Regions from separate parts of the Sus scrofa genome. Here all the other regions are linked to region 3. The links are chromatin contacts, called in public Hi-C and HiChIP or PLAC-seq maps. All regions are on one chromosome and are shown on one strand. The core of a region is the stretch at or near the end of the contact, and the rest is flanking DNA. Distances in the headings are between cores, read along the strand shown.

What was found. A called contact is a pair of places that touch in the nucleus more often than the background predicts. HiChIP or PLAC-seq counts read pairs in DNA pulled down with a chosen protein or histone mark.
Region 1: an H3K27ac HiChIP or PLAC-seq map of alveolar macrophages shows a contact between it and region 3. The contact joins the promoter of ANO6 here to the promoter of SCAF11 in region 3. A contact is called at or near these places in 2 of 5 promoter capture datasets (fetal skeletal muscle and liver), 1 of 47 Hi-C or Micro-C datasets (liver) and 2 of 2 datasets of contacts at active chromatin or transcription factors (alveolar macrophages and skeletal muscle).
Region 2: a contact with region 3 is called in a Hi-C map of embryonic fibroblasts, with 7 times the contacts expected there. The contact joins the enhancer-like site here to the promoter of SCAF11 in region 3. A contact is called at or near these places in 1 of 5 promoter capture datasets (liver), 9 of 47 Hi-C or Micro-C datasets (embryonic fibroblasts, epiblast stem cells, fetal skeletal muscle and 4 more) and 2 of 2 datasets of contacts at active chromatin or transcription factors (alveolar macrophages and skeletal muscle).

The regions. Positions count from the first base shown.
Region 1 is chr5:76,111,015-76,113,714 of Sscrofa11.1, reverse strand. ANO6 (anoctamin-6) reads right to left here and starts at 1,287. Exons shown (of 22, transcript XM_005655713.3): 1 at 1-1,287.
Region 2 is chr5:76,066,734-76,069,433 of Sscrofa11.1, reverse strand. No RefSeq gene overlaps it. Among named protein-coding and RNA genes, the nearest start is that of ANO6, 44 kb to the left of the region's middle. Within about 2 kb of position 1,408, at least 4 of the 83 cell types and tissues checked have an H3K27ac peak or open chromatin away from gene starts, as enhancers often do. A contact at or near this core is called in embryonic fibroblasts, where this site is marked.
Region 3 is chr5:76,875,383-76,878,082 of Sscrofa11.1, reverse strand. It overlaps SCAF11 (protein SCAF11), which reads left to right and starts at 1,432. Exons shown (of 15, transcript XM_021092989.1): 1 at 1,432-1,694.

The DNA.
Region 1 (2,700 bases), core at 38-2,537, 760 kb after region 3:
AGGAGGCTCGGAACTTGGCGCGAAGTTGGGGGTTCCCGGGGTCCCGAACGACGGCGCTCTGGCGGGGCTGGCGCCCGGGCGAGGACGGCGGGGCGAGTCTCGTTTCGGACTCAGGAGCCTCGGTGCTCAGCCCGCGCTCCGGGAAGCCGAGACCAGGAGGCAGCCGACCCGAGCCCTGCGCCCAAGGCAACCTCTGGCCACCGAGCCGGGCCGGCCACTGAGCATGCCCAGTGAGCACCGAGGTTTGCTGCGGAATGATTGAACTTCCCAGGTTTACGAGGCTCTTAGAAGGAAGTCAGGAGAAGGGAGGGAGTAGCTGGCGTCCGCGTTGTGCACGCGAGTGAACTAGCCGAAGGGGGTGGCGAGAGCACGCGAGGGTGGGAGTGGACAGGGTTCTCGGTTGCCCCAAACGAGGCAGCTTTCTGTTCCAAGGTCATATATGGGCACGTCCTGGGGCTTGTTTGCTTTGACATCTATCTAAGAGGGGAAAGACGCAGCTGCAGCTCAAGGAAAGCACCCTGAAGGCGAGCACGTTTGGATGTGTTTAAAGGGAACGTGAAGCTAGTAGAGGATCTTAAAGTATCAATTACTCTGACTCTAGGTGGGGGGATGTGCCTTCCGGAGGGGAATGGGGAGAGGGAGATTACAGGGAAAAGAGGCCAAACTCGTAGATAATAAACAACGGAAGAAAAATGACCCAAAGAGCGAGATCTAAAAATGCTTGTTTACAAAAGGCAAGAGGATTTCCGCCTAAAGTGAGGTTAGGAGGAGGGAGAAGCGCCCCCTACCCCCGCACGCTGGAGCGCACAGGGAGTGGTCGGAAGATGATCACCCAGCATGCAGCGTATTGGGACTTTGAAAGCTTGAACCTTGGCGTCACATAAAGGCAAAGGAAGTGAGGACCTCCCCGATGGTTCGGTGTAAACTCTAAAGCAGTGTGGAAAACTATTATAAGCAGAAGAAATAAGGTGCTGAAATAACGTTGAGGCAGAGAGCGTAAGAATGCTTTCGTGAAGACCAAAGGGCTCAACATGACAAATACAAAGGGATTTCTGCTTTTAAGACACATGGGGTAGTTTGAACTGCAGATTCCTGGGTTTGTGCATCTGCAGAATTTTCTTCCAAGCAGCTGGTGAATTCAGGTGGGACGATTTTTGACTTCTCGAAAGGGCTGGAAGGTGTAACCAAATCCTTGTTGTATTCATTGTCCCCCTAACACTTATTGAAACTTTTTCCCATTTAAGTACCAGCATTATCATGATAATTAGAATAAACATTGAGCTAACACTAAATCTACTGTGCATCTTATTCTCCTATATACTTATTTCTGATGTTTTCATATGAAATTTCATATGAAATGAAACAGCCACAGCAAGCGGGATCCTTAACCCATTGAGCAAGGCCAGGGATCTAACCTGCATCCTCACGGAAACTAACTGAATTTGTTTCTGATGTGTCACAACAGGAACTCCCCATGTGAAAACATTTTCATATGAAACATTGAGCCCACCTGTGAGTGGCAGTGGGAAAACAGCTATGAATATGCATTATAAAACAGCAAATTAAGAAAATATCCAGAATTATTAAATTAGTGATTAACTGAAGCCCTCCTGCACAAATTAATTAATGCATAAAAAAATGAAAAAAAACCCACAAAAAAGAAAATATCCAGGAAACACTGTAATTACTTCTTAAAGAACCTTTTGAAAAAAATTATTTTTAATATAAAGAAAAGTCAATACAGTACTCTGAAGAGAAGAGGGGAAAAATAAAAGATGGGAAGGTAAAGAAAAAGTTGAGAAGTGGAAAAGATTTTTTTTTAATTCTGTCCCCAATGCTTATGGAGCCTACTAAAACAAATTCCAGAGGAATGTTGGTTACATGATTAGTTTTCATGATTTTCATTTGACAAATGCATATGGTAATTTTTATGTGTTAGGCACAATTCTAAATGTTTTACATGTGGTCATTTAATTCTCACAATGACCCTAGGAGTTGTTACCACACATTTACTCAGACACAGGGTGACTGAATAACTTGCCCCAAATCACACACACACAGTAAGTGGCAGAGTTGGGATTCAAACCCAAGCAGCTTATTCTAGAATCTGTGTTCCTAGCCACTTTCTAAACCTCTTCTAGAGACATTTCTAAATCTGTTTTTAAAAAATCACTTTGCACCCCATCAATTCTAAGCTCTTAAATTCTTATCAACTTCCTGCCATAGTCCTCTCACCAAATTGCCTGGTTCTTAGGGCCTAAGACTTTGCTCAAGATAAATTAGTTAGAAAATTCTTGTGTTTGCATTTGCAACAGGTTTCAATGAGTCATTTGAAGTTCTTCACAGATTTTAGAGTTTACATTTTTCTTGCTTGATAAATGTTGCAGAGAGACACTGCTGGCCTTATATGTACAGGTGACTGTTGCTAGAAGAGAAATGAATTATTTACTTTAGTTAGCTGTAAGTCTATTATTAGTAAATCCCATTCTTTCATTTAATCCATTTTATTTCCTGTAATGGATTATTTTTTTTCCACCTAAGACATGCTTCAAAAATAATCAATGTAATAGGCCTAGGTAAGAACCACACCCTTGACTCTGAAAAATTATTGTCTAGAGTTCCTGTCATGGCTCAGCCACAGTTAACAAACCTGACTGTCCTCCATGAGGTTGCAGGTTCGATCCCTGACCTTGCTCAGTG
Region 2 (2,700 bases), core at 159-2,658, 810 kb after region 3:
ATAATTTAAATCATTAAATCATCTTTATTTCATATGTGTCTGATGTTGCTGAGGACAGCATTATCTTCTTATATCCTACACATTTTGACACAGAAATAATCATAACATAAAACATCAAGCTCAACAACATTTATACTGTTAAACTGGTAAAGATTTATCATGGAAACAACTGTTTTGAACACCCTTTTGGTAGGGGAAAAAAAAGAGAAGGTCAGTGATTTATGAGACTGGACAGATGGGTCATAATGTATTCCTTCAAAGTGATCTAATTTGGTCTCTGACAGGCTGTAAAAAGAAGTGACTCAGAGTGGTTTGTCCTTTACTGACACAGATGTGGCATCCAGCGGAGGCGTTTCTCCAGCCGCCCTGCCATAGCGGCTGAAGAGGGCTGAGGTCTGCCTCTTTAGGTACTAGGATCACACAGCCTAGGAATTACAAAGAGCAGGTGCAAAACCTCGATTCACCTCAGGGAGTCTCTAGGAAACGTGTCATTTGTCAGTGTCAGAGGAGCTGAACTCACGTAGCCAGCATGGCTGAGAAAATAAGCAGGTCTCTGCTGTCCTGGCAGAATCTTGTGAAGTCTTGAAACTTGGGCTCCATAGACAGTGGCTCCTTCTAAGGCAACTCAGCGATGTCTTGACAGGTCTCTACCAAAGTGAGAGTGGCAGATTGTATTAATGCTCAAAATTGTATTAACACTGCTCCTCTATGTGGTGCTGCTCCCTGAAGGAAGCGTTCATGTCTCCTCTCTGTTGGCATCCGGAGTGGCCATGTGACTTGTTTTGTTGATGAAGTGGGAACAGAAGCTTTAAGGCTGAGCTTGTGCTTTGTCATGCTTCATTTGCCTCTGCCATGGACTTAATGGTCACCAGAGAGGTTGCTCCATTACCCTGGGTCCTGGAGCGAAGACGACATGGTACAGAGCTGAGGCCAACGCGCAGTGAACACCTAATATGAATGAGAAGTGGACCTTTGTTGTGGTAAGCTCTTGAGATGGGGAGTCATCTGCTACCACAGCATAACCTAGTGGACCTAACTGATACAATGAAATCACATCTCTCACTGTCCTATTTGCCCAGCCTGTGGCAGGAAATAGCCATTACTATGGACAGATAGTCAGCTTACGGGGCTCACCAGGTGGATGAAGGTAAAACAGGAACTGTTGGGTAAGTGGAGAGTTAGCAGCACACAATGCTTTGCTTATGGAGAAACAGTTTGAACTAGGAGGCTGCCCGAGCAAGGGTATGCTGGTTGTTTCAGAGGGTAACTGGCTCATGCCAGTTACTTTGGGCTTCCTGGATGATGCATTGGAAATGGGCCAAGCAGGGAATGGTTCTAGCAGGACTTTGTCTGGAAACCACTAGCATATTTGGGCTTCCCCCATGTAAGAGTAACATCTGGAATTGGTATCTGAGAAGAACGAGTACTGGAAGCAGCAGGAGGCAGGAACATTAATAACTGTCAAGAGCAGGGCAGACGGGCTAACTTAATGGGTGAGCTCAGGCCACTTGGGGCCTGATGTGGCCTATCCCTCTCCCTTCCACCGTCACTCCTCTAGGAGACAGATAAATCATCTGATGACCTAATAAAATAACAAGGTTTGTCTGAGTTTTGACAACAGAAAATAATAGAGGACCTCAAATTCAGAGACAGAGCAGGCATTTTAAAATTGCTTTTTCACCAGAATAGAGGAAGTCCAGAGATGAACCAAAAGGTTTACTCTGTTCACAAAATTGACAGTTTTCCAAACATGCCTACAAATCTATGATACTTCAGAATCTACAGAAAAGAGTAAGGTTAAGTGGCAGTGTTTTTCTGATGGATACAGTCTCAGGTACTTGAATGGTTTCTTTCTGGCATGAAATGAGTTTCCTGGAGATATAACTTTATTTATTTCTTTGCACTGTGGCACTGTGACGTAAAAGAGAGGGCTTTCAAGTGAGGCAGATCTGAGACTGAATTCCAGCTCTGCTTTCTAGACCCATGATTTTGGCAAAGCACTTAATTTCTCCGAGTCACTTTTTCAATAGTGTTGTGAGGAATTAAATGAAACTCCAGTGTATTAGGGTATCGGGCACAGAGCCTGACACTTGAGAGCTCAATTTTTGTTAGCTTCCTTCTTTAATCTTTTAGACATGTTTAAAGGTGGGAAGGCATTTGCACTCCTGGTGCAGGTTAGTCCTGGTATGTTGACTAATAGGATGCATTTGGTAATCATTACATTTAAAAGAATAGGCGACTACTGAATATCCCATTTGTTCTATTATGTGAACTCCATGGCCTATCTAAACCAGTGTTGTGCTCTAAATACCCATATGAGAGGTAACATCTCACACTGGTCAGAGTGGCTACTATTAAAAAAATCTACAAATAACAAGTGCTGGAGAGGGTGTGGAGAAAACGGAACCTCTTACTCTGTTGGGAGGAATTTAATTGATGCATCAACTGTGGAGAACGGCATGGAGGTTTCTCAAAAAATTGAGTTGCCATGTGATCTAGCAATCCACTCCTGAGCAAATATGCAGACAGAACTACAATTTGAAAAGACCCATACTCCCCTGTAATCATAAGAGCACCATTTATAATAGCCAAGACATGGAAACAACCTAAATGTCCACTGACAGAAGAATGCCTAAGATGTGGTACATAAATACAATGGAATACTACTCAGTCAAAAAAAGGATGAAAGAATGCTATTTG
Region 3 (2,700 bases), core at 183-2,682:
AAAGAGAGACAAGCCTGCCATTCATACACTCCTTCAGCAACTATTTACCAAGTCCTTAATTGAGTAACAGGCACTGTGCCAGGAGCTGTTATTAAGAAGGTATTAAGACATTGTCCCAGTGCTCACAGTGTGAGACTGACCCTCAACAGACCAAACACGAGGCACAAGATGGGGGAGCCAGAGAAGTGAGGAGGGTCATGGCAACCAGCTACCTCGGAGGAGAGAGGCAGAGGGGTGCCCATTCGGCAGGGTCCCGAGAAAGTGAGGAGGAAAAAGTCATCCTGGGCAATGAGGACATAAAGGAAGGGGGCAGACGACACGAAAAAGTGTGAGTGGCAAGGTGGCTACAGCTGAAACTTGGGTGAGCCAAGTAGGTGGGGCGGCCCGGGAAGAGCTCCAGCACACGGTGCGGGGGTTGGGGGGTGATGGCAGGACAGTGGCGTGGACAGGGCGGGGGGCGCTGCCAGGACCTGCTGGTAGAAGAGGGGTGGACACTGAGGGCAGGAAGAGCAGTCAGGAGCCGTGAGGAAACTGTCCGGGAGAAACTATGCGGGTAAAGAGTGACTTTAAAAAAGTCTGAAAGGTATTTTGGAGGTAAAACAAAAGATTTGACGACCGGAGGGAGAAGGAGTGGCACACATGTTCCGTTAGGCGGACTCGGACACTTGCTGGAGTGAATCATTACCTGTCACTATCAACCAACGAGTGGATCATCAAGTTTAATTTTTTGTTGTGGGAATTAAGACACGGGGCTATGCCTAAGTTTGATGAGTCACGTGGGAAACTTCTCCCCTAGGCCTGTTTAAAAAGCCCACCTGGAGGGAAGAGGTGGGCTAACGAGTTCTGGCCACTTCAGCCTCCCCGCAAGATGCGGTTCAGGTGGGCAATGCTGCTGGGTGAACACTCAACCCAAAGCCAAACAACAAACACTCTTCATATCAGATTACCATAAAGAGAGGATAGCAAATGCCGCGCAAACCCCCGCACGTCCAGGTCCCCAAGAGCCTACTTCATTGTGTTTCAAACAGCTTACCCGGTACCGCTGCCAAAGCAGAGCCAGCAGCGGCGCTCCACGCACGGCGCATGCGCAGGGCCCGCGGCGTGGGGGGAGAGCCGGGCACTGAGAATGTTTCCCAGAAGCCACTAGCCGCTGTTTTCCCTCCCGCTCGCAGGCCACGGGACGTGACTCCGCCCGTCACGTTCCTCTGGCGCAAAGGGTGGTTTGCCAGCGCCCCCCTGCGGTCCGGTTGATTGCTGCGACCTTGCTCGCAGGGCTAGAGCGAGCAAATGAGTTGGGAAAGCGCCGACCGTCCTGCTGCCGCTGCCGCCGCCGCCGCCGCCGCCGTCGCCACCGTAGCGCGTCGACCAGTGGAGGCGCCGCTGAGCTGAGAGGAGCAGAGCGGGAGGGAGGGGGAAGGGGACGCGCGGAACGGGGAGGGAGGAGGCCCGGCGAGGAGCGGGGGAGGGGGAGCAGCGGTGGCGCAAGACGCGCGGAGCAGCGCAGCCCGGGTCCGCTCCCTGCTTCGCCGCCGCCACCCGCCCCAGCCAGCAGAGCCGGCGCCCCAGCGGCCCCCGGAACACCTGAAAGCGGACGAAGGAGTCCATGTTGGGGAACTTGGCGGCGGCGTGACGGGGACCTAGGGACCTGCATTGGGGCCGCCGCCGGAATCCCCGCGCCTCGACCTCGGCCTGAGGTAAACACCGGCCGACCCCAGGGGTGGACTGGCGCGGGCCGCTCTCGGGCGGGGTGGGGGTTACGCGCCGGCGCAGGGCGGGGGAGCGGGCCCGGGGCGACGCGGGAGGGCGCACAAAGTTTCGGAATCCCGCGCGGCCCAGGCGGCGTCCTGCGCTCGGAGGAAAGTTGGAGCTGCCTCTGGAGGCGGGGGAGGTTGCGGCGGGCAAGGCCCCCCTTGCCTCTCGCCACCCGGCGAGGGAGGCCGCGCTTGGGCCGCCGCCGCCTCGCTGTCGGTACCCCGTCCCATTTCCTTCTTGTGGCCTACCCGCCTCCCGTCGGCGGAACCAGTCCCCGCCCGGGGGTCCTGGGGGAATGGGTTGAGGTTAGAGGCTCGGCGACGGAGTCGCCACACGGACACCCCCCTCCCCGCGGTGGAAACGTGTCCTGCTGGGCTTCCGGGCGCTCCCCGACCCCCGCGCCCGCTTGACTTGCGAGACTTTGCTTTTGTCGGTAGCGTCCAAGCTCGCTTGTGAAACCAAACTTTACTGCGCCGTGACCTCTCGGAGTGCGCGACCAGGGCAGAGCCCGCACTTGTGAGCACCCGCGTCACCCCGTGCCCTGAATTTCAAACTCTTCTTCCACCCCCAATTTCTAAACCAGTTTCCTGGGCTGACAACAAAAGGGCCAGGAGATCTAAACTTAGCTCCATCAGGCGTCCCTCCTCAGATACAAGGAATTTTGAATCTTTAAAGACGCTGCTTACAAATGGATGTCTGTCTTGCCCCCCCCCCAACCCCCCGTATTTTGAAAAATTGTGTTAAAGTAAGCGCCTGATTTGGAGTAGTTGATTAAAGCATTCAGATTCAAATGTGGAATTTTAAAATATCCTCAAAGTGTTTCTGTGCCGTATTACGTATAGTGCCTACGAGTTGAGCTTTTTTCATTCATTTTGGCTTTCATTTTGACATCTTTATCATACTATCTGTGAGCTAAGATTTTTTAGGCCAAACTGACCAAAAAGTTTT